Regions from separate parts of the Mus musculus genome. Here regions 1, 2 and 4 are each linked to region 3. The links are chromatin contacts, called in public ChIA-PET and promoter capture Hi-C maps. All regions are on one chromosome and are shown on one strand. Each heading gives the region's core, a stretch centred on a gene start, on an enhancer-like site or on the middle of the called end of the contact. The rest is flanking DNA. Distances are from core to core; before and after follow the strand shown. Region 1 holds the start of F2rl2 (coagulation factor II (thrombin) receptor-like 2). Region 2 holds the start of F2r (coagulation factor II (thrombin) receptor). Region 3 holds the start of Cert1 (ceramide transporter 1). Region 4 overlaps Sv2c (synaptic vesicle glycoprotein 2c).

What was found. Promoter capture Hi-C pulls out the DNA fragments that hold promoters and counts their contacts. ChIA-PET counts read pairs in DNA pulled down with a chosen protein or histone mark.
Region 1: a promoter capture Hi-C map of neutrophils shows a contact between it and region 3, with 3 times the contacts expected there. The contact joins the promoter of F2rl2 here to the promoter of Cert1 in region 3. A contact is called at or near these places in 4 of 39 promoter capture datasets (hippocampal neurons, liver, neutrophils and 1 more) and 1 of 115 datasets of contacts at active chromatin or transcription factors (memory CD8 T cells).
Region 2: an RNA polymerase II ChIA-PET map of memory CD8 T cells shows a contact between it and region 3, with 22 read pairs. The contact joins the promoter of F2r here to the promoter of Cert1 in region 3. A contact is called at or near these places in 3 of 39 promoter capture datasets (hippocampal neurons, liver and pre-B cells), 1 of 484 Hi-C or Micro-C datasets (embryonic stem cells) and 5 of 115 datasets of contacts at active chromatin or transcription factors (astrocytes, embryonic stem cells, memory CD8 T cells and 1 more).
Region 4: a promoter capture Hi-C map of hippocampal neurons shows a contact between it and region 3, with 3 times the contacts expected there. The contact joins the enhancer-like site here to the promoter of Cert1 in region 3. A contact is called at or near these places in 2 of 39 promoter capture datasets (cranial neural crest and hippocampal neurons), 2 of 484 Hi-C or Micro-C datasets (Th2 cells and nephron progenitors), 12 of 115 datasets of contacts at active chromatin or transcription factors (acute myeloid leukemia, bone marrow-derived macrophages, differentiating embryonic stem cells and 5 more) and 1 of 9 other capture datasets (embryonic stem cells).

What each region holds. Positions count from the first base shown.
Region 1 is chr13:95,692,770-95,698,832 of GRCm38.p6, forward strand. It overlaps F2rl2 (coagulation factor II (thrombin) receptor-like 2), which reads left to right and starts at 4,151. Exons shown (of 2, transcript NM_010170.4): 1 at 4,151-4,358. The coding sequence starts at 4,295. The region is part of intron 13 of Iqgap2 (IQ motif containing GTPase activating protein 2); the gene reads right to left.
Region 2 is chr13:95,614,607-95,620,455 of GRCm38.p6, forward strand. F2r (coagulation factor II (thrombin) receptor) reads right to left here and starts at 3,860. Exons shown (of 2, transcript NM_010169.4): 1 at 3,681-3,860. The coding sequence starts at 3,768.
Region 3 is chr13:96,537,483-96,544,097 of GRCm38.p6, forward strand. Cert1 (ceramide transporter 1) reads left to right here and starts at 5,253. Exons shown (of 18, transcript NM_023420.2): 1 at 5,253-5,777. The coding sequence starts at 5,682. Polk (polymerase (DNA directed), kappa) reads right to left here and starts at 5,097. Exons shown (of 15, transcript NM_012048.3): 1 at 4,845-5,097.
Region 4 is chr13:96,007,911-96,014,121 of GRCm38.p6, forward strand. All of the region lies in intron 4 of Sv2c (synaptic vesicle glycoprotein 2c), which reads right to left. Among named protein-coding and RNA genes, the nearest start is that of Gm24032, 110 kb to the left of the region's middle. Within about 2 kb of position 3,476, at least 75 of the 459 cell types and tissues checked have an H3K27ac peak or open chromatin away from gene starts, as enhancers often do. A contact at or near this core is called in Th2 cells, bone marrow-derived macrophages, hippocampal neurons and 1 more, where this site is marked.

The DNA.
Region 1 (6,063 bases), core at 2,901-5,400, 850 kb before region 3:
CTCACTGGCCCTAGGAATTTTTTCCCATTTCCAAATCCAAAGAAATGCCACACTCCCCGGGAATGGTTTTAAATCTATCACTGCACAAGTTCCTTCCATCTCAGCCATCTTCTGAAGAGGTGGCTTCCCTGCAGGGGAGAGACTGCACACAATGTCGCCTGGATAAGAAAATGGTGGCTGTCCCATGCTAAAGATTAAAGTATTAGTCTCAGAAGCCAAACGAAAGCCCAGACTTTGCAAAACCAAACAAATTGAAGACAACAGTTTCGAGACCCTGTTGTACTAAAGGAAAGCTAAACACAAGACCAAAAGTGAAAACAAAAAATATTCTGATGTGAGATGAAATCCCTTTTGCAGTCATTCATGGGAAAATTGGGGATAGCAATGCAAAGGCTGGGCCTCCACCAGGCTCCACAGGGATTCGAGGGAATGAGAAGGCTAGGCCTTCACCCAGCTGCACAGGGATGTGAGGGCTGGACCTCAACCAGACTCCACAGGGATTCGAGGGCTGGGCCTCCACTCAGCTACACAGCCACGCTGTGCCTAATTGAACAGGGATAAAACCAGCAACCAGGCCACATGCAAATTACACCACACCTTCCTGAATTTGGGTGATGCCAAGAAATAACTGCCCCCCCTCCCCCTGTAAATTTTCTGGGTTTCTTGTTTCTATAGTATTAGAACATTCTACCTTAGTTTATGGTACCATAGATTATGCAGTTGAAGTACTTAAATCTGACTTTGGAAATTATGCAATTTGGCGAAATTTAATCAAGATGAGAAAAGTTAATATAGATCTCTATTATTTCCTAGTTGCCCCTTCATCTCATTTTAACTTCTCATGAAGTTTGAATTTTCTGATTTCTTTGCTGCATTTTAGAGGTGGAATTGCCTGCCTTGGAATTTAAAATATATCAAGGCAAATGAATTATAATCAAGTTTTCTTTTTTTTAAAAAAATACTTTGTTAAATGTACTTAACATTAGTGAACTGCACACTCTGAAGGCTAAGATATAAATGTGATTATATATATATATATATACATATATATATGTTATAACCAAGGATCTGTACACATCTTAGGAGAGTCAGATCAGTAGCTTGGTTTGGAATGGTCCAGTTCCCCAGAAGGGATCTCATTTATGCCATTCCTGGTTTTGGCACCAAATGAATGAAAACAAGAAAAACAAAAGGGAAGGAGACATGACTGCTTCTAGGTTTATTGTAGATAAGGGAGAGCATAACCAGACTCAGAGCTATTTGGGAGAAGTCAGAGTATATACGGCCATACTGAGTATATATGGCCATATGAGGGAGAGGCCAGCGTATATACAGCCATACTGAGTATATGTGGCCATATGAGGGAGAAGTCAGAGTATATATGGCCATACTGAGTATATATGGCCATATGAGGGAGAGGTCAGAGTATATATGGCCATACTGAGTATATATGGCCATATGAGGGAGAAGCCAGAGTATATACAGCCATACTGAGCTGTACCATGTAGGGAGAGGGAGAGGGGTGGGGAAAGGGGAGAGAGGGGAACCAGGTGAAGCAGCCAGGAGGCCTAATGGTATAAAGAGAGTATGTAACCAAAATAGTTGGATTTTTTTAAGGGATGAGCTGCCCAGCCCCCTGGACTGGAAAAGTTTAGGGTAGAAGGCAGGGTAGAAGGCCAGCTAGGAGGGACCTGTAACAGGTAGGGACTGAGGGATGCTGGGAGACCCTGGTAGTCAGTGTCCACTCTGGTCTGTTAAATAGGCACCTCAGCCAACTGTCTCAGGTGTGAAACTAACACGTAACACTAACGAACGGTACTTTATGATAGTTAAGATATCTCTATCTATCATCTATCTATCTATCTATCTATCTATCTATCTATCTATCTATCTATCTATCTATCTATCTATCTATCTATCTATCTATCTGCCTATCTGCCTATCTGCCTATCTGCCTATCTGCCTATCTATCTATCTATCTATCTATCTATCTATCTATCTATCTATCTATCTATCTATCTATCTATCTATCTATCTGCCTATCCATCCATCTATCTATCTATCTATCTATCTATCTATCTATCTATCTATCTATCTATCTATCTATCATCTTAAAATGCTTATTATAAATCTGTTCATTCATCAAGATTCATGGAATAACAGGCTGGCTATGGTGGTGCACACCTTTAATCCTAGCACTCAGGAGGCAGAGGCAGGTGGATCTCAGTTCAAGGCCAGCCTGGTCTATAGATAGAGTTCCAAGAAACCAGGTCACAAAACAAAACAAAACAAAACAAAAAGTTCATGGAATAAAGCAAGGTCTTGTTCTTCGATATTTTATTATGATTTTAATTTAGTTCAGTTCAAATAGTTTTTTTTGGGGGGGGGTTTGCATCTATCCTGTTATCTTATCCTATAGAGTTATCATAGGACACATTGATCAATGGCAAATGAACCTTCTTCCCAGACACAATAAAACTAAGTTCCTGACAGGCACTAAGGGCTGTCAGGGCATTGGAAGGCAGGTAGAGAATTGTCTTCTTTCTCCCTCTGAGACAAACTTTCACTGTGTTCCTGAGGCTGGGCTAGAACTCACAACATGGCCAAGGCCCGCTTTCAACTCATTACAGTCCTCTTGCTACGGCCCGTCTGTCAAGCGCTGGGGTCATAAATAAGTACTATCACCCTCAGGTGAAATTTAGAAACAATCTAATCCCTCTGATACAATTTGAACTTCTTAAATATTTGCCAGGCCTGAGGATGTAACTCTGTTGATAGAGTCCTAGAAGCCCTGGGTTTAGTGTCCAGCTCCACAGATCCCAGCAGCCCAGAGGCAGCAGGAGGTGGCCCAGGAGCTCAACTGCATCCTGAGTTCAAGGCAAGCCAGACTATATGAAACTCTGTCTCAAAGAACAAAATAACAAAATAAAAGATGGAGGAGGGAGGGTGTATTCGCTTCTCATGATTAATTCAGTTTATAACTATGTGATCAGTTTAGGAACTAAAATTTGAAATAAAGCACAATTTCATTTTGATTTTTGAAAAAGAAATTTCATGTTATATTTTGATCGCTTTTCCCTCTCCTCAACTTCCAGATCCTTCCTACCTCCCTAACGCCATACCCTTTCTGTCTATATTTAAACAAATAATAAAAACAGAAACAAGAAATGCATACACCAAAGCCCACAAAAGCATAACAAAATGGAAACCCAAATATACAAACAAAAAGACCATTAAGGCAGAAAAAAAAGAAAAAACAAACAAACAAACAAACAAACAAACAAACAAAGCAGTAGGAGATGAAAAGTCTGCAAAAATCCCACTGAATTTTCTTTGTGTTAGCCAACCACTCCTGGGTGTAGGGCCTACCTTGACATGTGCCTAGGGCATCCAGGAGATTCCATTGGAGGAAACCACTCTTTCCTTTGCCAGTGGGTATCAACTGCAGAACTTTCTGGGTTAGTGGTGGGAGCCCCAGTCCCCTTCCCCTCTCAGCTCTGGGACCCTCCTTGGCTTGAACCTGTGCAGGCCTTGTGCATGCTGCCTTCTCTGTGAGTTCATATGTGCACCAGTCCTGATTTATCCGGAAGACACTGTTTCCATGGAGCTATCGATCCCTTTTGGCTCTTAACAATCTTTTTGCCTTCTCTTCCGCATAGATCCCTGAGCCTTGAGGGGAGGGGCTTGATGAAGACATTGCATGTAGGCCTGTGCGCTCCAAAGCCTCTCACGCTCTACACACCATGGAACTCTGTGTTTGTTCCCATTTACGGTAAGAAGAGGCCGTTCTGACCATGGCGGAGTGAATGTCTGACTGTTACACAGGAGTGTAATGTCTGACTGTTCTTGTGTTAAATAGAAGGCGTAACTCTGGAGCTAGGGTTTTGGCATAGGGAATAGAACCGGGGCAGTGGAATTGATTCAAAGCTAATTGCTTCCCAGCACCTGTTCTCAGCTTTGTTTTGCAAGGGACTCTGCAGTCTCTGCCATTATTCCAAGCCCCTGGGAGAACTACAGCACTGGTTCTAAATGAAATAATGGAGGGGGTGAGGAAGAGATAAAAGGGATATGGCAACTCCTCCAGAGAGGCTCAGCCTGAGTCATGCACACAGACAGAAACATCAAGTGGCCACATCCTTTCTCTGTAGAGGCAAGGACGAGTCCCTGCCCACACAGTCCAGGCTGGCAGAGTTCTCAGCTTTCCACTTGCTGCTCATACATGGAGCTGAGGGGAATCTACGCTGTGACTTTGTATACTTAACAACATCCTGTAACCGGGTCTCAGGACATCAAGATGAAAATCCTTATCTTGGTTGCAGCTGGGCTGCTGTTTCTGCCAGTCACTGTTTGCCAAAGTGGTAAGTCCCCTTCTTGTGGTCTAGCATGGGGGTGAGAGAGTGGTGAGTGGATGGTTTCTGCTGTCAGAGTCAAATGCCCTAATTTTCTTGTTAACTCCTAGAAACTGTGAACCCAAAGACACAATTTGATCTGGTTTTAGCCTGGGGTAATATAGCGTGGAAATATTCAAGCTTGTTCCCAAGTCAAACCTTGTCAAAGACCAAGCGTTCTTCTCTACTAGTAGTGTCTCTACATTTGTGACAGAGTCAAGACTTTATGATTAAGTCAAAAACCACTTTTTTTTTGGCGTGAGAAGTGTTTGTATGTGTACAATGTTCAGATGTAGAAAAGATTGCACTTTTTCAAGGCATTAAAAAAATCTTTTCAAATTTCTAAATATTATAATTTCTGTTGAGGCACCGGTGGGAAAAAAAATACTGCCAGGAAAAGTAATTTGGTTTCAGCAGCCAGTGACATTAATCAGGGATGTGACGTGTTTCCAAGGTGAAATACCGTCTTTTCTTAATGTTTCAGAACCAAGGAGTTCTCTCTGTCCCTCACATATATATGTATATATGTCTGTGTGTATATATGTCTATACGGATATGTCTGTATACGATGTTTAGGCATAATTTGGTTATGTATAATTTTAGAAATAAGCTTTCCCAAATATAATTATTTCACTTTGAACATGTCTTCTATTGTGGTAGCTTATATAACTTCCTCATTGTTCTGAAATGAACTACTTTGAGACAGGATTGTATGCAGGACTCTGTCAGGCCACAGGGCAATCAATTAGGAGGAGGAACTGGGAAGAAACCAACTTAAACAAAAGGCAGCCGTCTGCAAAAGGAACGATCCTTAAATTGAGTTCCCTGCTTAAGGGGACCCATGGCAGGGGCGGTACAAGCACGGGTTGGCTAGGTTTATGGTTTCTCTGAGAGGAGAAGCCACAAAGCTGAGCCATGGTTGCAAGGAAATGAGTTATGAGAGGGAGTTCCTTCCTGATGCTAGCCTGCTTGGGAGACTGAGAAGTGAGACTTAAGGAGAGGTGGGACAGTGGGTTCGAAGTCTGCCTTGGAGAGATGTGAGGTGGGGTGTGTGTGGCTGAGGGCCATTCTCTTTGGATTAGACTCTCTGAAGCCTTCTCCCAGGCGGGGAGCATTTCAGAAACACTGCACCAAATGGAAACCAAAAAAAAAAATCCTAGTCAGTTGCGTGTCGTTTTATAAATAACATTGAACAAGGAGCACGATTCTGAAGGAAAGACAGTTTCTAACGAATAGAAGATCTAGGGGGTGCCCGATCTGAAATATTCGGGGAGCAGTCTCCTTTCTGTGTGTTTGTAGACACGTATCTTGCCCAAGCACAGGACTCTCCTGAAAGCTGACTAGTGCTTGGTTTCATCAGCTTTCTCATCAGACCTTGGAGGGAAGAAATTTGTATACATGGTTCTGCCAGCTTCCTTTACAGGTGTTGTTTTGAGTGATATCAGACTTGGCTTTACCCAAATGTGCACGTGCAGAAGGATTTAAGTGGCTGAGCTCAGACGTAACAGGACATTCCAATAATGCTCGCATCTAAACTCAGGCACATGGAATGCTACCTTCCAAAGTAGTCTTTCCCTGGAGGACACAGCGTCACCTTCACTTACCAGTTGTTCGGACAACACCGATTCTGCCCGCTACATTGAATTCAGCCTATGCAAACTCCCAAGTCTGGGAG
Region 2 (5,849 bases), core at 2,610-5,109, 920 kb before region 3:
CCTCCTGCTTGCACACCAAGTCCTCTTACCTACGCAGCGCCTGGACCCTCAGTAGGGAACCTACTCAGCCTCTGGGGACCCTCCAATGCAACCTTTAATAGGATGTTCTGGATGGGGCCTACCTAAGAACAGCAGAACAAATCAGTAAGGCAGAGTTCAAGGCAGAATGTCCTGGAGGCTGCTGCCTCTCTGGCACACCCTGGAGCTTTCAGACAGGCCAGGAGGAGCTGCAGGCAGGCCTGCTACAGGAAGTTATTGTAGCGTTCCCAAAGCACAGGGATATGCACACTAGTCTGTAAGACTCTTGCCCGGAGGCAGGAGACAGATGTGGCGTTAGGATGCTCATGGGCCTCCGTGAAAGCCACTGTGACCCCTGTGGTCTGTTCTCTGCCCTGAGTCACCATCCCCAAGGTTCCTGTCCCCAGAAAGCCACCGTCTATGCTCTAATCAACAGCAAGACATCAAAGACCAACTCAGGATCAGTGTGTCCCAGGGTCCACAGTCCATCCCAGACTTCAGCTGTCCCGCTACCCCAGCCTTTCTGCAGTCAGTGAGCCTGAACTGAAATAACGGACCCTAAACAAGATAGAGATTCATAAATGACACTTCTGAGAAAGCACAGCTCTTCTGGCTAGGCCTTGAGTTTGCTCCTTAGGACGAATCACTGTCCCAGCTATGCTAGGTTAAAATTCCAGCAGAGATTGAGCAATGGCTATGAAATCCAATTGTAGGGGTTGCCACAAGTTTTTAAAATCTTTTTACTTATTTGTAATTATGTGTATTGTGTGTGTGCGTGTGCGTGTGCTTTGTGTGTGCGCGCACATGTATGTGTCTTAGGGGTGGTATGTGCACATGCGTGCGGTTGCTCACAGGGGCCTGAGGTGTCTAGCCGCCTTGAGGCTGGAGTCACATGGGTGTCATGGATGTTATTATGCATATTTCAACTGTGCCACAAAGTAAAATGTATTTCTCACTTATGGCTGGCTAGCAAAACAGACAGACAGACAGAAACAAAACAAAACAGAAACCATGTTTCTGTAATACTCTAAAATCCAATTTGCAACTTGTCACAAACTTTAAATATATATTCTATAGTGTCTTTTCCTAAAGCTGTACAGAATTGCTTGTTGCCATGTGCAACTCATAGATGAGTTTAAGACGGCAAAGTTACCTTTGAAAGCCAATAACACACACAAGGTTACAGGGGATTTGCAGGATATAAGGATGCAGGGATAAACCCTTTACCTCAAAACTCCGGCATCGTAGTGCCTACTTGTATCTCTAGAACCTGAGAGGCTGAGGCAGGAGGATTTGAGTTTAACGCCAGCCTGTGCTGCACAGCAAATCTTGTTTCAAAAAACAAACAGGACTGGAGAGATGGCTCAGAGAGAACACTTGTTACAACAAAAGCCCGAGGGACTAAGTTCCCATCGCAGCACCCATGTATGACTGTTATCCTAGTATGTGTGTGTGTGTGTGTGTGCTCGCACACTAGCACTGGAACTTACTGACACAGGCTTGCACATAACCCCTCCTCCAGCCATGAACTTGTTAACTCTACTGGGTTTAGTAGAGAACTACAGCAAGGCAGGACGTGGGGAGCAGTGAATCCTGGAAAAACACCTGGCTTATAGGGAAAGCCATTTATTCTGTCAGTTCTAGCAAGAGGAAGTAAAAAACTGAATAAAAGAGAGTTACTAAGGAACAAAAGAGATGTGAGCTCCAAACGAAGAGAGTAGCAACATCAGACACCCAGGTTTCTGGTGAACCCCATTATTTTGCGGTCCTTTTGCTTAGAACCCAGCTAAGCTCCAGTTCACCAGGGCAGCAGGAACCGAAGAGGCCCGGGGTGGGGAGGAAGGTGAATGGGAGGAAGATTTTTGGAAAAGAAGCAAGTCCTGGGCTTTAAAAAGAGCAAGTTCACATGACAGACCCAGGCAGGAGCAGCTAGGGCGGGAGGTTCCTACAGAGTAGCGGTTCACGGTTCACGGTTAAGAGGACATGCGAAGTTGAGAAAAGCCGGCTGGTCTGGAGTGACATGGGAGAAGAACCCAGAGCGGGCAACATTCTTGAGGAGCGATTAGAGACTGGGTGAAGTGAGGAATATGTCAGGGGAAGTAGAGCAAGGCTGGGGCCCGTCTTGTACAGGGACCTCTTGCTTCTTGCCAAGGGACTGGGCTTGGCCTAGAGATAAGGATGGCCGTCTCTGAAATCCCAAGGCACTTGGCCACAGTTACCCACAGCCATTCTCTCTTTATGCAGCGGTAAGGAGAAGCAGATTTGTTTTTGGCTGAGTTTGTGAGTTCACTTATTGTCTGTACCCAATGTAGGGGGACCACTCCTATAACTCCCCCCCCCCCTCAAGGCAGGCCACTCAATCTCTCTGGGCCTTATTTTTAGAATCAGAGAAAGGGGATAAATGTCTCCTTATCATACCTATGATCTGTGCTGGCCACATCTCATAGTCTATATTTTAAAAGGCCTGTCCCAAAATAAAAGCGAGGAAGTAACCTAAAGTTATGTGAGCTCGCACCTCCATGTACACTTTGGATCGTCCTCCCCCTCACGGCTGCTGATGATTAAGGTCTAAGGTCGGCTACCCAAACACAGGCAGGCTGGTTAGCTGCTGCTCGGCGTGGGGGCCCTCTGTGGGGCTCTGAGTTTTCCCATGAGCACCACTCAAGCTCACACTGAAGAAAGACAGACAACAGGAAACACCCCACTCTTTGTCACCTCCTAATCCTTACATGTGGGAGCACCGAAGTGCACATTCTTTCAGAGATAACAAAAACTGAAGAAAACCCACTAGATTTTCTTCAGCGTGAAAGGAACGGCTAAAGGTGTCCCTACTAAGAAAGTCGAAACAATTGGGAACTTTACAGGCTACGCCTCTGCTTTGGAGAAAAGAGAAAATATTTGACGAAATAAGTCGACCAAACTAATTTATTTGGTCAAACTGGCAGATATTTAAAAATACACTGTAAGTAACGAATGTCCTTGCGGCAGATGAGAAATTCCATTGAAAAAAACTAAGACTAGATAATTTCTAGGTGCGCCTGATTCTGAAGAGGGGTCCCTTTTCTCCATGCAGAGAAACAGGTTTCCGATAACAAAGACCTACTCCACTCCCTGCAACCAGAAACCTTCATCACCTCCTGGGTACCAGGCCAAGCTGGGGGCTGTCCGGTCTTTATTGTGTGACTGTGAATTTTTTCTTTCACATCGCTTTTCCCTCCTTGTAAATCAAACGAGAAAACGAGTTTCCATCAAAGCAAAAACTTGAGGAGAGTGGTTCCACTGCACACCGAAAGCCCAGAATCACAAGACCCTTTCTTTCTGAAGGTGGTCTTGTAAAACAGGCCACACAATGACAATTAAAGCGACTGTGGAGACCGTTCCGCGGACCCTCGGGCCCCTCTCCGGATCCAACACCCGGTGGCCCGCGGACTGCACCCTCCAAAACCGAGTCCAAAAGAGCATCGGCCGTGCGGGGAGTGGGGAGGATATGGTGCGCCCCACATGGATGTGACTAGGGGAACCTCTAGATCTCGGCCCAAATGACTGTTTGGCTCCTGGGGGAAACTGAGGCAGGGTTGCAGCCAGGAGCACCCCCTCACGGAGCTGGCGCAACCTAAAACTTCTGATAGCTTCCCCCATGCTCACCCACCCGCAGCTCTTACCTGGCTGGCTCATAGGGACGCGGGAAGACAGCAAGGGACCGCACAGGCTGAGGCCGAGGGCGACGATCAGCAAGCGCCGGGGCCCCATTGTCCCAAGGCTGCCCGCGCGGCCCGGCGCCCGCCGTCGCCTACTTCTTTCTGAGTAGCTCGGTCGGAGCCTGCGGGTGACTAGAGGCGACTGCGCGGCCCCTGGGTGAGTATTTGGAGGCGGTTCAGGGGCGTGGGGCGGGGCTCCGCGGGCTGTGCGCGTGCCCGCAGTCTCCGCTCGTGCCCGCAGCCCCTCGCTCCGGAACCCAAGCGGCAGACCGCACCAGATGCTCGCTCCTCCCCAGTCTCCCCTTGTCCCACCCGGTGTGGTTGAGCTGCAAGCCTGGGAGTGACTCAGCCCCTCGGGGTCTTCGGAGAGCGCCTGCGGCCGCTTCAATGACTCTCCTGGGACGTGGAGCAAGGGAAGCGAAGCTAGACGGGGACAGTCCCGTGGTGGTGCTCCAAGTCTCTTCTCCTCCCCGGCGTCTGGCTGCACACAAGTTTGGAGTTTAGCTAAAAGTTGGCTACTGACTTCTGTCCGTCCGTCCCCGTCCCCCGTCCCCCGTCCCCCCGTCCCCCCCGCCCCCCTGCAGTGACAAGGGTGTCCCCAGATATGTGGACAGAGTGCTTGACATTTCTCGAAATTCTTTTATTTTGCGAGCTTAGATGGATCACGTTGAGCCTTTGATCTTCCACACACGAGTGGAAGTGGACCAGGTATCCAGGCGCTGATTCACCAAGCTCTTGCTTACCGAACTCTGCCTCCCCTGGTGACCCAAGCCAGAGCCTCAGCCACAGGCCCCAACGCCCAGGGCTTTCTCACCAGAAAGATGTTGGGTGGGAAGAGGAGGGGTAGCACTGAGGAATTTTAAAGGGTCCTTCCCAGGTCCTTATGGTTTGTGCTTGACTACATTTCAGCGTTAGATATCAAAAGAAGGGGGGGGGTCATGGCTGAGGCCTAGCGAGAGGGAGCCCCAGCTTATTTTGTTTAGAAAGAGTCTAGTGAGGAAGACACCCCGGAAATTAATCCTGGTCCTCTACCCAGTTTCTGAAAGAGCCAGCTCACAGCTTAGCGCTCTGAAGTGCTGTGATTGTCTTAGGGTTTCTATTGCTGCCATGAAACACCACGACAAAAAGGCAGGTTGGAGAGGAAAGGGTTTATTTGGATTATATTTCCATATAAGTGTTCATCGGTAAAGGAAGTCAGGACAGGAACTCAAAACAAGGCAGGACCCTGGAGGCAGGAGCTGAAGCAGAGGCCATGGAGGGGTGCCGCTTACTGGCTTGCTGTTCACGCTTGCTCAGCCTGCTTTCTTACAGAGCTCAGGACCATTAGCCCAGGGATAGTACCACCTACAATGGGCTGGACCTTTCCCCATCAATCACTAATTAAGAAAATGCGGAATCCCAACATTTGGATCAATGCAGAAAACAAGATCAGAGGCCATCTCCTCCCCTTACCCTCAGAGCTGCCTCACAATCTTCCTAAGTTGCTCTGTCAGTTGTGCAATCACCCAGCTAGACAATGCCATGTAAAATCCTTCCCACTGGAATCTTTTGAGAAAGCATATTTTAGGGTAAGTGGGGACAATTAGCACATGTCTGCACACAATAATAACATGGTATCGTTTTCTCACCTCTCTGAAATGCTGTGGGGGTTTTAGGTTCATCGCTTTTATGGACCACAGGCAAGAAAAAGAAAATTGCTGCAATTAACCCAAGGAATACGCTTGTAAGAGATGCTTCAGTTGATTGTAAAGACACTAGAATCAGGGCTGGCGAGATGGCTCAGTGGTTAAGGGCACTGACTGCCCTTCCAAGGGTCCTGAGTTCAAATCCCAGCAACCACATGGTTGGCTCACAACCATCTGTAATGGGATCAGATGCCCTCTTCTGGAGTATCTAAAGGTGGTGACAGTGTACTCACATCTATAAAATAAGATCTTTAAAAAAAAAATGTTTGAGCCAGGCAGTGGTGGCACACGCCTTTAATCCCAGCACCTGGGAGGCAGAGGCAGGAGGATTTCTGAGTTCGAGGCCAGCCTGGTCTACAGAGTGAGTTCCAGGACAGCCAGGGATACACAGAGAAACCCTATCTCAACGCCACCCCCCAAAAAAAAGTTTGAAAAAAAGGACACTGGA
Region 3 (6,615 bases), core at 4,003-6,502:
GAGAACTCAGACATACTGCAATGGAGTGTAATATAATACAAGCCTTATGAAGGACAATATTACAGTGTAAATTAAGAATTCCAGTAGGGTATTTTCAAAAATCTATCCCCCAAAGAGATCCAAGTGCACAAAAACCAAACCAAACCAAACAACAACACAAAGCTAGAGAGGAAACAGTTGGCTTTTGTTTTGTTTTCACTTTATATAAATGGGAATGTGTCATATAATTCTTTTTGGTAGGTGGCAGTTTGGTATAATTGTCATTACCTATGCATCATAACATAAAGAATGCGGAGGTGTACATGGTGGCTCACACTTGCAATCCCAGTATTTGGGAGACTAAAGCAGGAGGATTGGCAACAGGTTGAGGCATTGTCTCAAAAAACTAAAAACCAAACAACAACAGAACAAACAAGCCAGGAAAACCCTACAACATAAAAAGAGGACATCAACAGGGTAGGAGAAGAAGTGCTACAATGGGCACTCCTCTCAATCGTAAAATAGAAAATGTAGAGGAAACAAGAACACTAGTAACCCTGAGTTGAAAGTTAATTCATGTTAACTGAATTTGAGGAGGTTCTTGGACACTTTAGCTAGTATAAACATACATCAACTCATGTAGATATTGGGGGGGGGGGTGTTTTGCATATAAAATGATACAGAAGAAAACTTGAATGATCAGTTCTGTTGCCACCTAGGTAATTATTCCAGTCATGAAAATAAGGTTACCAATACAGCTGTGTTATTAACATGTTATATTTAGTTCATCTCTTCTTAAGATTTGTTTGTTTAGTGAGACAGAGTCTTGGTATGCAGCCTAGGCGTAGCCTGTAACTCACAATCCCCAGACAGCCTCTTGAGTACCTGGATTAGATGGATTAGAGGTACTGAGCCCCAAGCAGCGTGATTTTCAGACAGCCACAGTTCATAGATTACCACCTCTACTTCACATGGTAACAGCTCCAGTTTCAAGTTTGCAAAATAGTGTTTCTTCGATTTTTAACTGGTCATAGTTTTTAGAGGTGGGAACAGTTTTAATAAAGAGCAGTTAAATTTCCAGATTAGCTAAAAGGCATTATTTAACTCAAAATGCATCTTTATTGTAACGATTATTATAGGAATAAGGAACACACAGGCTTTGTACTGACTGACCTGGGTTCCCCGAAACTCATCTTTGAGGTGTCTATCATCACTCTCTATTGTTAATCAGTAAAACAGCTCTAGGGATTTTTTATTTCCAACACCTCTAGGGATTTTGGCTTCTAGATGTTGGCAGTGGAATACAAGGCACAAGAAGGCCTGGGATTGCTATTGGTGTAGAAGAACCAGGGGAAAGAGTTGAGGGAAAACTCCACTGGTGTGAGAATGAACTCTGAAGTCTGGATGCTTGGGGCTCAGCCCTCAAATACATCTTTACTATGACTTTTTGGAAGAAAAATTTAACCTTTCTGCGGTTAAGCTTCTTCACATAAAATATTATAAATAGAAGGTAATAATGAACTCTAAAGAACTGGTGTTGGGCAAAAACAAGGCAGTAGATGAGGAAAATGGGAAATGCTAAATATCAGTGCCTGAATTAAAAGCATTGTGGCATGTATACCTTATCTATTGAATTCATTGTTTTATATAGTGGCTTGGAGGCACTCATCTATAGAATCATTTTTATACACTGCCTCCCAGTGTGGTATTAAGAAGCACAGAAAAGGGTTTATTTGGACTTGAAACTAGAAGACTTAGGTTCAAAAAGCAGAAAGGGGTTTATATAAACTTGGACATAAAAGAGACTTAGAGACGTAGGTTCAAATCTTAACTCTGCCACTTAGTAGCCATGGGACACTGGGTAAGTTACTCAGCCTCACGGTGCTTCAGTTCATTATCCTTTATGGGATAACAGGACCAACAATGCTCCACTCACATGACTTTTAAGGTAAAAGTCAGATCACATATTTAAGGTATCTGGCTGACACAAATAATACTGTGTGGATATGATTTCTTTACCAATTAAGTGCAGTCACAATTCAAATCTTTATACTTACTTATTTTCTGTATCTGTGTTTTAATGACTGAATATTTTCATATGGATATGTGTATATGTACTAACAGGTATGTGTGAACATGCATGTGTGTGTGTGTGTGTGTGTGTGTGTGTGTGTGACTGTAGAGACTAGGACAACTTTGAGTAGTTTCCTTAATTGCTTTCCACCTTGTTTTTAGGGACAAGGAAGGTCTCTCACATAGCTTGGGAATGCATGATTTCAGCTGGGCTGGCAGGCTAGTGAGCTCTAGGGATGCACGTGTCCCACCCAGACAGGTCTGGAACTACAGGCGTGCACCACCCTGCCTGGCATGTCCATGGGGATTAGGGATGGGAACTCAGGTCCTTGTGTTTGAGCAACATCTTTCCAGCACCAAATCTTCCCACAATTTCTCAACTAATTCAATTAGCTACTTTCATATCCTTTTGGAAAATCTAAAACATTTTTAGAAAAATAAAAAAGACCAGGACAATTTCTTCATTGAATATATAAAAGCAAACAGCAATTAAATCAATACAGTATTGGTATAGCTATAAATATATCAAAGGAAAAGAATGAAGCCCAGTAGCAGGGCTATACATCGGGGTTTGTATATGTCATAAAGGTGGCATATCTGTGTAAGAGTAAGAATAGACTGTTCAGGATGGTTGCTGATGATACACACCTTTAATTGCACAGCACTTGAGAGGCACAGACAGGTGGATCTCTGAGTTCAAGGCCAGCCTGGTCCACAAAGCAAGTTCCAGGACAGCCAGGGCTACACGAAGAAATCCTGTCTCTAAAAACCAAACCAAACCAAACCAAACCAAACCAAACCAAACCAAACCGAAAAAAAAAAGTGTATTTTTGCCGGGCATGGTGGCACACTCCTTAAATCCCAGCACTCGGGAGGCAGAGGCAGACGGATTTCTGAGTTCGAGGACAGCCTGGTCTACAAAGTGAGTTCCAGGACAGCCAGGGCTACACAGAGAAACCCTGTCTCAAACCCCCCCCCCAACCCCACACACACCCAAAAACCCCCAAATCACTGAACAACCAACCAACTAAAACAATAATAGCAACCCCCCAAAACAAACAAACAAACAAACAAACAAACAAAGAATAGTCTTTAATAAAATGCCAGGTCCAAATGCCCAGTTGCAAAAAACCAAAAACCAACAATTAATTTCTTACTTCATTCTACACACTAAAGTAAACCCCATATTTTACAAGATCTAAAAATTAAGCTAATGAAAATGAGGAGCACTGCACAAGGATTAGAAAAGGCCCTATGTAAGACAGACAGCTGGACAGCGGCCATTTTTATTATGAAATAAAGAAAGCTTGTACCCTTCATTCCGGCATGGCTACTGCAGGGCACTGCTTTCTGCTAACAGTAATAATGCAAACCATAATTTCTAATGTGGTAATCTAATCACTAGACAAAAATCTTCCTGTACTTAAAATATCTTAGCCTCTAGTACAAAGGACCCATGCAACGGAGGCAATTTCTCAAACATTAACACTAAATACAAGGAAGCAATTTTCAACTGAGCAAGCAGGAGCTGGGTGTTGGTGGTCACAATTACTCAAAACCTAAATGAGTCACCAAATAAATTGAAGGTTCTTTTTAGAAATTAAACATAACACTGTTTCTGTGATTCTAAATTGCATTGTGAGGTGAGTTCCTCAATATTTACAACCACTTTCTTTAAGAGCAGTGATTCTAAAACCTAGCACAAGAATCAGAAATTCTATTCATATCTGACTTAGTAAGCAAAGCAAACTATCTAAATGCATACTCTTGTAATTTACAAAGTGGTTTGCCCTCTTCTCTCTCTCTCTCTCTCTCTCTCTCTGTGTGTGTGTGTGTGTGTGTGTACATATATCTCCTTGGGCTATGTTTTAACACCCTGATAAGGTATTCTTAAAATCTTTATCTCTTAAGGTTTTATTCATTTGAATATCTTTCAGTTATGTTTGTCATGATTTTACGATGGAAAATCATTTGTATCTGACATACAGTAGACTTAGATTCTACTGCATTTAGTCTCCAGGAATGCTTCTACACAAGAACTTCTCAGGGCTACTTCCTGTCATGTGGAGTGTAGGACTCTTCGATTGCTCCCAGAGTTTTTGTTTGTTTTGTTTGTTTGTTTTTTCTTAGTCATTGTGCCTTAACACCCCACCCTACCCCCAAACACTCAAAATTTCTTACTTTTCCATCTGGGTAGCAGGTAGAAATTCTTTCTGCAGTTAAATAAGGAATTTCAAAGTTGGAAATGATCAGGAATTTGATAGCTACCTATTGCCTAATTCCTTATTATTTAGTAAAACTCGCATTTTGATCTTAATGATAGAAAGTTTCTATCCAAGTTATCCTGTCTTCCGGGGAGGAAAAAGATGGTTAACATGGGTCTCCGGGGAGATACTTGTTCACAACTAAGAGAAAACTTCAGGATATAATATGACCCTAATTTCCTTTTTAAGAAGTTCTTTAAACGTTATTTGTTCTCTGACAACCTCAACATTAATTGCACGAGATAAAAATTCTATAAATTAACAGTGAGAAAATAGTCTGAAGGAATTCTTCCTCCAACAGCAGTAAACGTCAAATATTAAGTCTACTTCCGAAGACATAGACAGTAGTCCTTCGGAATTAACAGTGACGGTTTTAGAGAGGAAGCAAATCTTCAGTTTGCGACTGGAGAGATCATAAACTCCTAACCTGAGTGAAGCGACGGAGTCCCTATCATTTTTGCCCAGGCAAGTTGCAAAGATGTTCCCGGGCTTTCCGGAAAGCAGCGTCGCACAGCCCACCATCCTCACCTGAGGGTTCTCACGTCCCGGCTCGCTGGCTCGTCACAAACACGCAAGGCAGAATCGGAAGCCAGGCTGGACGGAAAGGGGCACGCAACTCTCAAAAGAAGCCCACTTGCCTTCAGAAGGTTCCCCTAGGCAACCAGCCTTTAGGCGCGCCCAGGACACACACCAGTTGCCTAGGATTGCGACTACAACTCCCAGGAGGCTGCGCGGCGGACGGAGCGCCAGCCTTCCCAGAATGCAGCGCAGCGGCTTCCCTGTTCAGCTTTCTCCTCTCCCGGCTCCGCCTCCTTCCCTACCCGTCGTCACCCGGGAGGGCCGGAGGTAGGGAGCGTCGCGAGCCGCCGGGAGGGGCCCGGGGCGGGGTGGAGGGAGGATGGGAGGACGGAGGGGAGGGAGCTGAGAGAGGAGGGAGGGTAAATAGTGGACCCGGCAGGAAGATGGCGGCTGTAGCGGAGGTGTGAGTGAGTGGATCTGGGTCTCTGCCGTTGGCTTGGCTCTTCCCGTCTTCCTCCCCTCCTCCCTCCCTGACTGAGGTTGGCATCTAGGGGGCCGAGTTCAGGTGGCGGCGCCGGGCGCAGCGCAGGGGTCACGGCCACGGCGGCTGACGGCTGGAAGGGCAGGCTTTCTTCGCCGCTCGTCCTCCTTCCCCGGTCCGCTCGGTGTCAGGCGCGGCGGCGGCGGCGCGGCGGGCGCGCTTCGTCCCTCTTCCTGTTCCCTCACTCCCCGGAGCGGGCTCTCTTGGCGGTGCCATCCCCCGACCCTTCACCCCAGGGACTAGGCGCCTGCACTGGCGCAGCTCGCGGAGCGGGGGCCGGTCTCCTGCTCGGCTGTCGCGTCTCCATGTCGGATAACCAGAGCTGGAACTCGTCGGGCTCGGAGGAGGATCCGGAGACGGAGTCCGGGCCGCCTGTGGAGCGCTGCGGGGTCCTCAGCAAGGTGAGCTGCCCCGCGGGGACCGTGGATCCGCTGCCGGGACTCACCTGCCGCGAGGCGAGGGGGAGCCGCTCGGGACCTGGGGTGGGGCTGGACTGGAGGCACCGACTGTCCCGGGGCGGGGGCTGCGGAATGTGCTGGGGTGCGGGGCCGAAAGGTCGTCTTGGAATGAGTGCCTGGCCAGGGATGGGATAGGAGGTGCTTGGGACTGTCCTTACCGCTAGCCCCCCAATTCCTGGATCCTGTCAGCTTTGGCGGAGGACCTTGGAAAGCTTGTATTAAATCCGTGATCTAGTTCGGGAGGCAAGGTGCATCTGGTAACTTGGAACCCAAGGCCGCAGCTGTCTGGGGTGTAGGAATCTGGGTTGGGCAACCCGTGGTGTCTGAAGAAGTGCTGGGCAGGAGGGCGGTGAAATCGACCTTTCAGACTGTATTTTGGAGGCCCCTACCAGAATGGGGGCAGGTGCTGTTCGGCTCTTAATTGGTGTAACTTAGGCAAACCAGTTGACTGGGTTTGGCCTTGAAATCTGAGATAGTAAACTTTGAGGTGTGAGTGATCTTTGGTGTAGGAAGCGTGTGCGGCACTTTTGTACCTTACCCCCTCCTTGTCCAAGTTCAGAAAAGAGCTATTGAATTGGCAAGCTGTGGATAAGAAATATTAATAGTAAGTTGGAACGTGTCAGAAGGAAGACCGACCTTTAGTTCAGGAAAAGGAGCGTTATTTAGTAATGCAGTATTTGTACAGAAAGGAAAGACATTTTTTGTTTTGTTTTGCCTCTGTACTTTTAAAAGCACCGTTTCAGCTTTCTTTCTTTCTTTCTTTCTTTCTTTCTTTCTTTCT
Region 4 (6,211 bases), core at 2,226-4,725, 530 kb before region 3:
ACGACCGAAGCCCCCTTGGAGAACCGTGATGTGTACTTTCATGTGCGTATCTCGGACAGAGCTCTAAGCTCCCTCTTGCTCTGTTGCTACAAAACTCATTTTATTTATGTTTAATAATGATTTAATTAAACGATATTTAATTATTGATGATTTGATGATTTAGTTGATATTAATGAGCTTGTTTGTGTGTGAGGAGTGCACATGTAGATGAGAGTTATGCATACATGCAAAGGTCATAGGGCAACCCTAGTGCCAGGCCATGTAGGTTATATAGTTTCCCCCTTTCACAGCTTCTAAGAATTCATCTGTCTCTGTATCCTGTCTCGTCATCACTGTGACTACAGATGGGAGCCACTGGGCCAGACTTTCATGTTTGTCTTACGGACCCAAGCTTAGGTCATCAGGCTGGGGAGGCAAGCTGTTTTTTAACGGAGCTATCTGTCTAACCCTGACATAGCTGTGCATGGTGGTATATGCCTGTCACCTCAGCACCTGGTAGTATGTGATAAGGGGTTCTTCCTGATTCTTTGAGGAGCTCAAAACCATGCTTGGGTACTTAGCCTGGCCACATGGGTCCCCAAACCTTCTCTTGCTCCCCTCTTTTCCTGATTCACACTGCTGTTTAGATTCCCTGACATCCATCCCCAGATAATTCTAGGATAACCGTAACTCAGGAAGACCTTTCCCGTGGGAACCTAGAGCTAAGGATTTAGCTGGTCAGTTCTTTGGACATCCCAGAGTTAGAAAAACAGGTACAGGTCCCTGACAGGGTGAGCAGGAGGCACACATGACTAATAACATTTATCTGAGAGAACTTATGTATTACTAATATTTATTTTTCTACTTAGAGAGAAACCAGGAAATTCTGTCATGCATCCAGGTTGGGCAATATCAATGCTTTTTGTAAAGAGACCTCTACATCTTCCTAAGATGAAGGGAGGGAAGGAATACTCAGAAAGACGCAGAGATAAGAACTCACATAGAGTTGTAAAAATAAGAATTGATAAAACTCTATTTTTTTTCCCTCCCTGGCTATTTTACAAACACCCAGGAAGCCTCCTGAGGAAAACAGAGCCAAGAAATTGGCGCTGTATGACAGGTAGCTTTAGGCACAGTGTAAGAAAATGTAAAAGATGCATATATCCCTCAGGATCCCACAGCCACCATCATCTCTACCCGCTGGGAAAGCATCCTTTTCAGCCCTGTGTGTACATGGCATCTCTTGGTCTACCCTGTTCACTCACCTGCACACACACACACACACACACACACACACACACCCTTGCCTGCCTACACCGTTCAAATGAGCGTCCTGGTTTTAGTGTTTACAGCAGTGCTTCAGCGGGCCATTTACAAACTGTCTTACATGATTAATCACATCTCCCCTTCTTCTTGGCTCCGATAACTTCGTCCTTTAAATATCTTTAGATCGAATGCCCATAAATCACACGCAGCCCCAAGCCAGCTCCATATTGTGCATCATTTCAATTACATAGCAGCCGTCCTTTAGGGGACCCGCAGTAACAGGATCATAGCCAAATAAACAAGCCAGGCCTTCAAACTCAGTCTATTCACATTTATAATGCCTAGCACTTGGGAAGCAGTATTCTAAAGAATGCATGAATTTATGAGAAGACTCGAGGCTTCTAAGGTGTGCCTGAGTGTCTCTGAGAGCTGCTGTCAAAGCAGCCCCTGGTTAAACCTAATAGGTTCTTCTTAGCTTTGACGCTCATGGAACATTTGATAGGACAATTTGCGCAAACGGAGCTTGGGTCTTTGTCCCTGTTATTGAATCCTGGTTTCCTTTTACACATCATTTCTCTGTTCCAACCACGTTAGCCTTCTTCACATAAAGCTGGCCATGTATTCCATTAGTTAACACATACTTATTGAGGACTCAGCGCTGGAGGTCACCAATGACAATTTCATAGCCACGTGGCATTTAAAAAACCAGTGCGAACTGGAAATAGTGATACAGGAGGAAAATGAGAACATAGCGCAACAACCTAAAAAAACAAAACAAAACAAAACAAAAAACAGGAGCAGGACAGAGTGCCCCAACAGCTTATCGTTGAGGGGAGCTGACCCAACTGGGAAATCTATGGGAAAAGCCAACAACAAACCTCACGAATGAGATGGGCTCCCATCCAGGAGAGGATGTAGGCAAAGGCTCAGGGCTCGGCTCTCCTCTTGTACCATCTTTTCATGAGTGTGTTTGTTACCAAGTGTTTAAGCATCTTGACTGATAGATCTATGCTGTCCAATATGTCAGCCCCTAGCTGCCCATGGCTACCAAGCACTTAAAATGTGGCCAGTGGGACTACAGTACTGAATGAGAAGGTTGGTTAGTTTTGATGAATTTATATTTAGAAAATATTGGGAATGGTTGGAACACTTGCAGAGATTGTCTTCCACCAAAAGAAGCGCATACATGTAGGGCCTGGTGTCCCTAAAACAAATAATCAATGCAGAGAGCAGTGGAGAGCTATCCCAGACTGCCATGCAGGTAGTGAGACTCCGAATCTACACTTTCAACTGGGAACTGGGAACTGGGAACTGGAAATTTGATTGCAAACTGAGACAAGTTTAGTAAACTTGCCAGATTTGAAGATTTACTGGCAGAAAAAATATGTAAATATCTAATTTTTCATGTTAAATTCTGTTTAAGTGGTTATATTTTAGATGATTAGTGGGTTAATTAAAATATTATAATAGTATATCCTTTTTACTTAAAAAATGTACATGCATGTGTGTGCGTGTTTGTGTGTGTGTGTGCTGTGTGTGCATGTTCATGTGTGTGAACTAAATAGTAAGGAGGGTTAGAGGAGTCATTGCTACAGAAAGGATATAAATAAGCATTTTGGGGGCGGGACATGAACCTCATAGCATAATTTTGGCCTCAAAGGCTGAATCAGTAACTATAGCAAAACCTGAGTGTTCACTGGCTTTAAGTACACAGTGGAACACAAATACACTGTCTTTGACTGTGTTGGTTTTTCCGTCTGTACTGATTGGCTGTCCCTGCCTCAGGAAAGGCAGTGACTAATTCTGATGAGGTCTGGCTAGCATGTGCAGCCGCTCAAGCTTTTATCTGTTGATTACACTCTCTGCAGGATAAGATCCTCATGTGAGATCCCTCACCCATAGCCACCTCTCTTTGTACACCAGGGAAGCACAGACCGCCCTTCTGATTGGCTATAACATACTGCATAAAGGAAGCCACGGTTTCCCACTAAAGTGTGAGCCAGAGGGGAAAAAGGGACACAAATGACCAAATCAATAGCTATCCCTTAAGAGGAAACCATGATTTATGACGCTCTTAGGCGGCAAGGACACGTGTTTCTCAGGGCAATGGCAGTGATGCAGAGGGCGACCAATCAGAGGAAGCCGGAGTCAGGGTGAGATCTGCTGATCTGGACTCTACCACAGGGCAGGACAGCAGATGGGAGGAACATCCCCTCCGTGAAGTGCTCTGTTTGTGAGTCACAGTAGGAAAGGCACAAGACGTCCTCCAGACTCTGAGCAAGCTCAAGGCTCTGACTAACCCCTTTCCTCTGCAGGTTTTCTAGATCTTTTGTATAAAACCACTGCAGCAAGCCTTAAATGCATTGAGCTGGCTTTGATGAGTGGCAGGTTATGTGGAGGTGTCCATGTGAGTCATGATTTTCCTCAGAAACACACAGAGTAATAATGGCTGCATTATTCAGTGTGAATGTTTGATACATACGCTTAATTTTATACAAGCAGAAAGGACAAATATTACATTGCTGTGGCTAGGCAGTGTTAGATGCAAAGCAGGGGTACTTCTAAATTATAGGCTCCATGACACTTAAATATCTATTGAATAATACTTCATAGTTATAAAAAATCCAACCAATATGCCCATATGCACCCTGGATTATAACAGTGCACTCTACTCTAAAGAAATAAGAATTTATTTAAAAGAATTACATATACTGAGACCCCCTATAACAGAGCTTGATTCTGTGCCCCGAGTTAATGCAGCTACATTGTTGTGGCATGAAAAGATTTAAACAAAACAAAACAAAACAAAACAAAATCCACACTTCCTAAGATCAGAGGAAGCCACAGCTGCAGTAGGCTTGATGCCTCAGTGTAGGGGAATGTGAGGGCGAGGAGGTGGGAGTGGGTGGGTGGGTGGGGGCACACCCTCATAGAAGTACGAGGAGGGGGGGATGGGATAGGGGGTTTCTGGGGGGTGGGAATCGGGAAAACGGATAACATTTGAAATGTAAATAAAGAAAATATCCAATAAATAATGACTAAGCATAAAAAAAGAAAAAAATTGGCATCTTTTAAAAATGGACAATGTTATATAAGATATTTAGTGGGCATGGTGATCTCTCTCTCTCTCTCTTTCTCTCTCTCTGTGTCAGGCTATGGTGGTGGCATGGCTGTGTCTTCTTCGTTCAGGGGATGAAATCCAATTCCTGATACATCTGATGCATGGGTTCTGATGCATGGGTTCCCTCACTGGGCTACAGTGCCGGTCCACAACATGATGTTTTGATATACAGGGTGTTCGCATTGTGGGCTGATTAAATCAAGCTCCTTAACAAAACACTTATCCCAGGTATGTGTCAAGTGGTACAGTTTTACTCAGATGAGGTGGGGGTGAGCTTTAGGGACCTACTGCACAGCTGATCAGATGCAGCTGTTTGGGGACCTTGGAAACGACTATCCAGTGTTCAGAGCTGCTAATTAACTACAGATTCCTACACCTGGCCAAAAAAAAAAAAAAAAAAATCAGAGGGCTCTTAATCCACTCCCCAACTTTTATGAAGAATTTACCATTGGGCCACAGAATGCTATGGTAAGGAGATGGCAAATGTTTTCCAGCGAGTGAGCGTCAGACACCAAGGCTTGGAGACCCGACGGGTGCAGGAATGTAGACGAGGACAGGCCGTGCGGTCTCAGTCAGGGTCTCACTCTGCTTCTGTATTTCTGTCATTTATGCATCTTATGCTTGGGTGATGTACATGCAGCAAGAACCCTTGATGCTGGTTTTCTTTTTAACCTTAGGGACAGAGGGCGGCATCTTCCACCACACCTTTTGCACGGCACTGTGTAAAGAAGGCTCATCATTTTGTACCAGCATCCACTCCATCCTCCCCACCACCCTCCCTGCAGATGAGGTGTTTTAAATCATAGATCAGAATTTGAGGAACACCTTCTAAAGTGGGCCATGTGTCTTTTCTTAACAATAGCAACATGCTCTAGACGCTTTGCTCTTTTTCTTATTCCTTCCAGGCTACTCAGTTTTATGCTTTTAGACCCCACTCCACATCTGTTCTTAACAGACATGCGGATTCCATACCTTTTACATTACCCATTGCCCTAGTGATGGGAACTGGGGTTGCCAATTATTTCTTCCACAAACACTATGACTATATCCTTTTATGGCCCTTACGGTTCTGTATATGCATATCTCTGGGCATACTTGAGGGGTGGAATGTACATGTCTATATTGTTATAAGTATCATCAGGTGACAATAGGTGTGTGGGTTCATTTCTGGGTCTTCAATTCTATTCCATTGATCTACCTGTCTGTCACTGTACCAGTGCCATGTAGTTTTTATCACAGTTGCTCTGTAGTACAGCTTAAGGTCAGGCATGGTGGTTCCACCAGAGGTTCTTTTATTGTTGAGAGGCGTTTTTGCTATCCTAGGTTTTTTATTTTTCCAGATGAATTTGCAAATTGCCCTTTCTATCTCAGTGAAGAATTGAGTTGGGATTTTGATGGGGATTGCATTGAATCTGTAGATTGCTTTCGGCAGGATAGCCATTTTCACTATATTAATCCTGCCAATCCATGAGCATTGGGAGATCTTTCCATCTTCTGAGATCTTCTTCAATTTCTTTCTTCAGAGACTTGAAGTTCTTATACAGATCTTTCACTTCCTTAGTTAGAGTCACACCAAGGTATTTTATATTATTTGTGACTATTGTGAAAGGTGTTGTTTCCCTAATTTCTTTCTCAGTCCATTTATCATTTGTGTAGAGAAAGGCCATTGATTTAAGTCAGTCTGAAGGTTCCCCAGAAAATTGGACATAATACTACCAGAAGATTCAGCAATACCTCTCCTGGGCATATAGCCAGAAGAAGTGCCAACTGGTAATAAGAACACATGCTCCACTATGTTCATAGCAGCCTTATTTATAATAGCCAGAAGCTGGAAAGAACCCAGAT